2 separate regions of the Capra hircus genome follow, and region 2 is linked to region 1. Evidence: chromatin contacts called from public Hi-C data. All regions are on one chromosome and are shown on one strand. Each heading gives the region's core, a stretch centred on a gene start, on an enhancer-like site or on the middle of the called end of the contact. The rest is flanking DNA. Distances are from core to core; before and after follow the strand shown. Region 1 holds the start of SEMA7A (semaphorin-7A). Region 2 has its middle 56 kb from the start of SEMA7A.

Region 1 (4,472 bases), core at 1,134-3,633:
CAGGAAGAGTTGCTGTTACTGGAAGCTGTAGGTCCTTGCTGGGCACCAAGCTCTGAGCCTCTTGAAGGCGCTGTTGTGGGCTTGGGCTCTTTATCCTGCCATCCTCATACCTCCCACCGACCTCTTGTTAGGGGTGGGTCATTTCTTTGAAGACCAGGTGTAGTCATGGACTCAGGGTTGGGGAGGGGTCAGAGGAAGCTTGGAGTGTGAGGAATGCTCTGAGTAGGGCCCTGAAAGGTCTTGCTCGGAAGGCTTCCAGGGCCTCTTGCGGCTTTGGAGCTCTGAACCTCACGTCTGTGTGTGTCCATTTCTCTGATTCTGCAAGGGGTCTTCTTGGATTTGGCACTGCCTCCACAGGGAGAACTGGTTCAAGGTAGTTTTCTCCTAGACAGAAGCCCTTGCCTCATTTCTTTCTCCCAGCCTCCTCCCCTGACTCCCCCCAGGAGGAGCTGCAGGGAGGCGGAAGGCAGGAGGAGTGTGCCTCTGCCTCAGACATGTCAGCATCCACATCTGTTGCTTCCTCTGCTGGTCCATTTCCCATCACTGGCTGTGGCCATCCTTGGTCCAGGCCCCAAAGCCAGCCTTGGGCCCCAGTGAGGAAGGCAGGCTCCTGTACCTGGACCATTCTGATTTGACTTCCTTCATTACCATGCCAGACCCTGGCGCTCTGCTTTCCCCACCCTGGGTACCTCTTCCCCTTCATGCCCAGAGTCTAGCTGCACTCTCCCACTAGAGTTACTGCCCCAAATCACTTTTATGGGCTCAGTTCTCACCTCCCCTGGCTGCCTGTAGCCAACCAGTTGTGGGCTGCCATCTGGCGCTGGCCCTTTGCCCCTAGGTTGGTTGGCCCGGGGTGTCCACTGGTGGTGAAGCAGGTGCTGAGATGAACATGGAGGAGCCTAGCCAGAGGGCTCCCCCTTTGACAGGAGGTGGGACAGTCTTCAGCACTACCCCATCACCCCCACCCCAGCCTGGAAAAAAATTCCCTGGCACCTGCCCCAGTTTCCATCTGCTGCCCTATTGCTTGGGATGCTGAGCCCAGCCCCTGACCTGCCCTCCTCTTGAACACCTGGTAACCTGGGCCCTGTTCGGGTGCTTCTGAGGACTGTTTAGGTCCAGCCCCACACCGAAGGCAGCCACAGAAGGGTGGACTGCACTGAGAGCGTTATGATAGAGAAGGTAGGGGTGTGGGTCCCAGAGAGACTGACTGGGCTGCCATCCCAGCCCTCCTCTAATGAGCTGTGTGACCTTGGGCACACCTCTTCCTCTTTCCATGTTTGCAAAAGGAGCCCAATAATAATACCTACCTCTTAAGACTATGAAGATGAAATGAATTCAAATGAGGCTCTGAAACATGCATGGCACATAGTAACCTCAGCATGAGCTATTGCTATTGGAGTCCCTAGCTCCTTTCCATCAGCTGAGTTTGGGCAGATCCCTCTCCCTCCCTGTGCCTCAGTTTCCTTTTCTAATACAGGGTTATATTCTCTCTCTCACTAAGGGAGAGAGCAGAGAATGTAGGACTGGCTGGGAGAATGTAGGTGGAAGTGGGTTGTGTTGTGAGTTGCTGTGCGTGTGGGCAGTGTTATCATCAATTCTGAATTCTCAGTTCTTAAAGGCAGGGTAGGCAATTTCTTAATTTGCTTATCTTTGCAGAGAGGGCAGACACTGGGGCCATGCAGCTCAGCTGATGGGGCCCTGGGCTGGAAACAGAGTGTCAGTGTTGAGGTCAGCCTGGGCCAGGACATGCTGCTGGCTTCAGGGCCACAGGCTTGAGTGTAGGACTGGGGCGGCTGGGCTGTTCAGCTGTCCATGGCCTCCCTCTCTTTGGGGCTTGTACCTCTGGGCATCAGGAATCTGTTGGCCCTTCCCAGTGGGCCAGGAACCTAGTTCTGCACTATCCCTGGAGGCATCTTAATTTCATCTTTTGGCCTGTTGGGGTGTCTTAGGGGCACTTGGGGAAGAAGGAGAGGATAACTGGAAACAAAGTATGAAATGGTAAGGCCGAACTTCCTGGTGATAGCCTTTTCCTGGGGCTGCAGGCTGGGCAGAGGGTTGGCGCTGGGGCTGGGGCCAGGGCAGCCTGCTCCCTGTCTTTGGTGGTGCCTGCAGTGTGTGAATCAAGTCCAGCTAGGTGTGTGGGTCTTGGGGGCCCCAGTGCACTTCTGCTACTTCCTCCTCAACCTGTCTTCTCTACGGGCAGTCCACCTGAGGACAGACGGTCAGTAAGCAGTAGGTGGGGCTTCCCAGGTGGCGCAGGTGGTGAAGAACCCACCTGCCAATGCTGGAGACATAAGAGACTCAGGTTTGATCCTTAAGTCAGGAAGATCCCCTGGAGGACGGCATGGCAACCCACTCCAGTATTCTGGCCTGGAGAATCTCCATGGACAGAGGAGCCTGGTGGGCTACCGTCTACGGGGTTGCAAAGAGTCGGACACGACTGAAGCGACATAGCACAGCAGGGCACAGCACCAGCACTGGGTAAGTGGATTTTCCACCACGCTTAGGTTAGGCTGAAGCACAGGTGGAGGGTCTGGGTCCTGACTGGCTTGAGGGAGAGGAGACTCCTTTACAAAGGGCAGACGTGCGGCTCGGAAAAGATGAGCTGATGGCAGAGTTGCCTGGGCAGTTCAGATGACTGCAGAGGGATGTGGTCAGACCTGCAGGGGGTCACCACTGGGTCATCAGATTGCCTGCTCAGCTGAGCCCTGTGCATCCTGTGGGCAGAGAGCCCTTAAAGCTGGCCTGACTTTGTTTCCCCAGCAGTGAGTCCTGGGCATGCAAGATGCTTCCCTCTCTTTCTACTTGGGGAAGGGGCCTTCTTAATTATATCCCCCTCCACTCACATGGAAATGAGTTTGGATTTTCTGAGCATACACCAGCTGGCTGGGGGGGAGGCAGCCCAGAAGGCTGCTGGCTGGGGAAGGGAGGAGAGGGGAGGGGAGGGAGCCAGGCCAAGATGAAAATTCCGTGTTCTCACAGCAGAGCAAGGATGGGGCTCTGAGTGCTCCCCACAGATTATTGACCCTCTGCACAAAACCCGCCCGCCTTGCTTAAGGAAAAGCTTCTTGCTTCTGCTTATAGGCTCAGAGGAGCTGTGTCCACTCTGGCCAGCCTGTCCTCTGAGAACCGCAGCTTTCAGGGTCCAAACACTTAGCTGACCATTAGCGAGGTTGTCTCAGGAGAGGTCCTGCCTGACTTTTAGGCTAGGCTAATCCCTTTATGGTGTGGGGGGAGCGACTCTAAGGCCCAGAGAGGGGACAGAACCTGAAGCTCATCACGGAAGACCATAAGTCTGTCTTGCTCGCTGCCCACCCGGGTTCTGCCTGCGGGTGGAGTTGCCCAGAAAGAGGTGGTGTAGGTTTCCCTGGGGCGTGGGGGGGAGGGGGGGCACTTACATCTCCCCTTGGCTAGCCTAGAGAAGAGGGGCGGGGGAGGGGCGGGGTGGGGTCAGGCGTTTGACTCCGCCTCCTCGCACTGGCTTCAGCTCTCGCTCGGGCGCTGGCTCAGTCTGGCTGCTCTCCGCCGTCGCTCCGCTCCGGGGATGACACCGCCTCCGTCCAGATGCACCGCCCTCGGCGCCCCGCGAGCCCGCGTTTCCAGCCCTCTGGCTCGGTCCAGGTTCCTGCTGCGGCTGCTGCTGCAGCTGGTCTGGACGGCCGCCGCCTCCCAAGGCCACCCGAAGAGCGGACCCCGCATCTCCGCTGTCTGGAAAGGTAGGTGGCGCCGCTCGAGCTGCGGGGCGCGGGATCCAGTGCCGCGCGGGGCGGGTGCGGAGTGTGCGGCACCGGAGGGAGTGCGTGCGCGCGGCTCTGTGGGTCCCGGGCTGTCCCCGCCGGTAGCGTGTGGGTCCGGGTGAGTGTGTGAATGTGCGCGCGGCCACACCGGAGCAGGCTGTAACGCTGCGGCGAGCGAGCGGCGGGGGCCGGAGCCCAGCTAAGTCGCTCCAAGTCCTCCCGCAGCCGGGAGCCGCAGCGGCCGGGCTCAGGGGGACGGAGAGGGCCCTCTTCTCGGCCCTAGGCACTCATCGCCCTCCAGCGCCCGGGCCTCTGTGCGGGGGATCCTTTCTCCCGCCGGGACCCCCACCCGGCTCTATCTTCCAGAGCTGCGGGCTCTAGCTGCGTGCGGGGGAGCCAGTGGGGCCGGCAAGGGGGCGCGGACCCTTTGCTGCCGCCGCTGCGCTCGGGCTGCGGGAACAAAGACCCCGCTGCCTGCCCCCGCCCCCCGCCCCGGCCCCAAGCGCGGGCCGGGTAAAGGGGTGGGCACCCTGTGGAGAGCCCGGACAAGGTGCGGTGCAGAGGCTTCGGGCACCCCGGCGCTGCCTCTGCAGTGCTGGGACCAGCCGCTCCCCCCTTGTCCGCACGTGGCAGTTGTCACAGGGCTCGGCGCCAGCGTGGGGGCAGTACCCGATGGGTGGGGCGCGGCCATTGGGACCCCCAGGCAGAGGACCTGGGGAGGGAGTGCAGCTTTTA
Region 2 (4,583 bases), core at 1,479-3,978, 57 kb after region 1:
CGAGAGGGGGAGGGCAGGAGAGGTGAAGACTTGGTTGAGGAGGGTCTGCCATGGGCCAGGCCCTCACCTCCAGTTGACTATACTCACAAGGTCCCTTCCAGAGACCCCTAGGGGCTCTAGGTAACTGACTGGCCTGGAGACCATGTAGTTCAAGGCCCCAGTTAGACAGAAGGGAGAAGTCTGGAGAAGAAGGTGATGGTTTGGTTTAGTTGCTGAGTCGTGTCCAACTCTTGTGACCCTATGGACTGTCATCGCCAGGCTCCTCTGTCCATGGGATTCTCCAGGCACAAATGCTGGAGTGGGTTGCCATTTCCTTTTCCAGAGGATCTTCCCAACCCAAGAATTGAACCCGGATCTCCTGCGTTGCTGGAGGACTCCTGCATTACAGGCAGATTCTTTACCGATTGAGCTACAAAGGAGGAGACTTGCCCAAAATGAGAGCGGCATCACCCGAAGAACCTGCACTGGATCCTAGCCTTCCCTCCTGCAGACTGAGCCTCTCATTGGGGGTTTTGGTCCATGCCAAGCGCTTTCTCCTCTCCTGGTGTTTCCCCTCTACCTGCTTCAGCCTCACACACTTCCCTCCCTTCTCTCTGGGCTATATCAGGTCTCTGCGTGATGGCACCTCCTCTAGGAAGCCTTCCCTGAACTTCTGGGCAGGGTCAGAGCCTCCTCAGGTCTCCACGGCCCCAGTGCATCTCTCTGTCCTCCAGTGACAGTCTTACCCTGCGGACCTGTCTTCCTTAGAAATGATGGTCTTGAGGTCATGGATCCCCTTCAATTCCCAGCAAGGAAACGGAGATGGCTTGGACTGGCTTCTGAAAACTGGTGGTTAAGTGTTCAGGAATTTTGTGAACTGGGTGTGAAATGTAGCCATTGTTAGTGATTAAATTATATAAACCTACACTTAATTTCATTAGAAGGGGACATACACACAAGACCTCATCACTTTCTAATTCTTCTACTGTTGCCTATGCTCATAAGGTAATAGGGCGGTGGGGACACCCTCTACTATGGAGTGAACCGACCCAGCCTTCAGCAACATCACACTGGTGACTGGCCCCCTGCCATGGCAGGAATTTTGACACCACAGAAATGGGTAAATTCCACACATCTCAGAGAACTGGTTGTTAAACATTTTCCAGCTTCCCATTCAATTCATCTGTGACCACCTGCCTTGGCACACAGCAGGGGTCAGTGGAGGGCTGCCCAACAAGAGGGGAGAAAGAATTATCTGCTCCCAACACCTGCCACCGTTGTTGACTCTGGCCGCTGCCCCCTTTTCCCCTCAGGGCTCTCAGGGAGGAAGGCACAGGCAAGACCTAGGGCGGGGGCCTGCATCTGTGGGCACTGGGGCAGAGAGGTGCCATATTGCCCAAGACAGGGCTGAGGGGCCCCAGACAGTCGGCAGGTGTGGGCGGCCTTGGCAGGGCTCCTGGAGAACTGGGCCCAGGGGAGATCCTGCTATTTCCTCTCCCAAACGGTCATGGCAATGTGCCACCTTCCTGCATGCCTTCCAGCCTGAGCAGGAGCTGGCTTCAGAGAGGGTGTCTGAAGTCCCATCTCCAGCCGCACTTTGGGTAAGAGTTGGTCCTTTCAGGTTCTTTCTTTAAAGTGGCACTCCTGGACTTCCTTGGTGGGGCAGTGGATAACAGTCCATCTGCCAGTGCAGAGGACATGGGTTCGATCCCTGGTCCAGGAAGATCCCACGTGCTGCGGAGCAACTAAGCCCCTGCACCACAACCACTGATTTTGCGCTCTAGAGAATGTGAGTTTCAACTACTGAGCCCGAGGGTCTCAACTACTGAAGCCTGTGCTCCACAACAAGAGAAACCCCTGCTAGCCACAATTAGAGAAAGCCCACGCAAAAGCAACGAAGACCCTAGTGCAGCCAAAGATGAAATAAATAAATATTTTTAAAAAGAGGTACTCCTCTCTTTGAGGAGCAGACCCTTGAGACTCCCAGGTCAGGGATGAGGAAAGCGGGGAAGCTGAGCACTGCCTACCCATTGCCTCACACGCAGCAACCCTGCTCTACCCACAGTCTACAGAGGGCGGTACTGATGAATTTGCTGTTCAGCAAATTCCAGGATTTCCTGTAGGTCTGCAATATAGTGATTCTCAACCAGGGGCAACCTTGCCCCACCTTCCACCCCCAGGGCGCATTTGGCAGTATCTGGAAACATTTTTTTATTGTCACAACTGGGAAGCTGGTGTTGCTGGCATCTACTGGGTGAAGGCCGTGGATGTTGTTAAATACCCCACAGTGCACAGGAAATGTCCTCACAGGAAAGAATGATCCAGACCAAAATGCCAATCATGCCGAGGCTGAGGAACCCTGACCTGGAAAAATGTACCTGGGCACACATAGGCATAATGTCAGAGGCCTCTTCAGGTAAACAGCTTGTTCAAGGTCACCCAGCAAGTTCTCCTTATGACCCATGCAGTCAGCATAGAAACAGCACACAGCAGCAGCTCAATGAATGGTTGTTAAATCAGGAAGAAAGCCAAGAAAGGATTGGACTCTGGCCTGAAACTCCTCTCTAGGTGGTCCTGGACAGGACCCCCAGCAACGTGCTCTTGATTCTCATTGGACCCCAACTTCTGAGCAGCCATCACCACTCTTGACCAGCCCCTTCTTGACTGCGGTGAGGAGGACTGAGCCAGGCTGATGGTGGGGCAGGTAGGGCTGTCTGAGGATGAGCAGAAGGGTGGGTTGAAGCCAGCATCACACAGTTGAACCAAAGAGGCCACTCGGTATAGGGGTACACCATGGAGGTGGGCACCCAGGGGTAAAGGAGGGCTGGGCCTTGTTGCAGGTGGTGATGAGAACTGGTGTTGCCTCCCCACGGCCCTGTAGAAGGAAGCTCAGACTTTCTGACTTTACCCGACAGGTGCCCCAAGGTCCTTAATTAGCTAGAAGCCTTGTCTGAAGCCTGCATCTGGAATGGGCCTTGGAAAACACACTGGGGTTATATGTGTAAGGACCTCAGCTGCCCCCTCCATTCTCCATCCTCGTCACAGAAAGAACTGCACAGTGTGAGGCATGCAGGCTCCATAGCTCTACTCCAGGGATTATATCTGGGATTTACTCTCTACTGGCTGTGTGACCTCAGGCAAGTTACTCAACCTGTTTCCTCACCTGTAGAATGGGGTTAACACAACTGTATCTGTCTCATTGGAGAAGGAAGTGGCAGCCCATTCCAGTACTCCCACCTGGGAAATCCCGTGGACAGAGGAGCCTGGCAGGCAACCGTCCACGGTGTTGCAGAGTCAGACATGACTTAGTGACTAAACAACAATCTGTCTCACAGGGATGGTGGGAGGATCGAATGAGGTAGTTTTTTACAAAGCACTTAGAAGGATGCCTGGCCTAGAGTAAGCACTCAATGAATGTGAACTATTGCTATATTGTTTTCATTACAGGTGCAGGTGGAAACTAACCAATGACTCTTCCCTCTGGCATCTCCATCTCTCTGCTGCCCTCTAGTGGTTACTAACTGCACTGTTCTGAAGGAAGGCAAGGCGGTTAATTCTCTGTGTCCACAAAGACAATGTCTTCCTTTGGATTTCAAAGGAAATCCGCTTTTGATTGATTAATGATTGATTCTTGGATAGAGTCAAACAACTAATTTCTTCCCCTTGGCATTTGCGTATTAGTTTGCTTGAAGCAGTACCCTGCTACAAGAGGGCACTGTATATCTTCTTGATAGTTAAGATAATTGATCATTTTCTGCTTTTACAGGTGTGATAAGCTTTGACCCCAACCCATTTCTGCAAACGTCCTTATCCACCGGCTAAGGCTAACATTGCCCACCCACACCCCCAGTGGTGGGGCTTACCTGTCAGTATCCTTAAATTCTCTCTTTCTCTCCCCGTCCTACAGCTTGATGTGTAAAATAGTAGAGAGAGTGTCTGTTTTGCTCAAAGCTCTATCTCCGGTGTCCGCCCACCACAGGCTGTAGCACATAGTCGGTGCTCAGTACATGTGTGTGGAATGAGTAGTGCACTCATAGTAACCAGGTGGCCATGTTGTCCCCCTCTCCATCCTCCCCCTCTACAGACACTGTGAAAAGCGAAAGGACACCACTGAAGGTGGGGGTTCTGTGCTGGGCGCTGGCTGTGCAAAGCCAAGTGCGATCTATCCGTGAATCCTGGGGAAAGATTCTTTTAAAAGGGAATGATGAAGGTAAAGGGAGGGCATGGCTGCTGTGAGAGGTGGAGGGCAGGTTGGAGAAGGTCTGGACACCTATCTGGTTCGGCTGGTGGTAGGTCAGTGAGATCAAGGAGAAGGGCAGGCAAGAGACCCGGGGGAGCCCCCTAGTTCTGGAAGTGACAAGGCTGCCAGAGGGAGTCTGGAGCTTGGTCTTCCGCAGCACACCTGTGCTTGGGGACAACGTGGCCGATGCTCACCCCAGGTGCGGATCAACTCCTGTGTCTCTGGCCTCAGAGCAACACCTGAGGTCCGTGCATTGTCCCGAAGCGTTTTTCTTCGGGTTTCACATCTCTCAGCCACGCCCTTGATCCCACCCCCTCACCCCCAGCCAATGCGAGAACCCCAGCAACCCCCCACGCCCAATGCG

What was found. A called contact is a pair of places that touch in the nucleus more often than the background predicts.
Region 2: a contact with region 1 is called in a Hi-C map of liver, with 9 times the contacts expected there. The contact joins the enhancer-like site here to the promoter of SEMA7A in region 1. A contact is called at or near these places in 4 of 5 Hi-C or Micro-C datasets (blood and liver).

The regions. Positions count from the first base shown.
Region 1 is chr21:33,675,145-33,679,616 of ARS1.2, forward strand. It overlaps SEMA7A (semaphorin-7A), which reads left to right and starts at 2,384. Exons shown (of 15, transcript XM_018066330.1): 1 at 2,384-2,481; 2 at 3,488-3,716. The coding sequence starts at 3,545.
Region 2 is chr21:33,731,648-33,736,230 of ARS1.2, forward strand. No RefSeq gene overlaps it. Among named protein-coding and RNA genes, the nearest start is that of SEMA7A, 56 kb to the left of the region's middle. Within about 2 kb of position 2,729, at least 2 of the 5 cell types and tissues checked have an H3K27ac peak or open chromatin away from gene starts, as enhancers often do.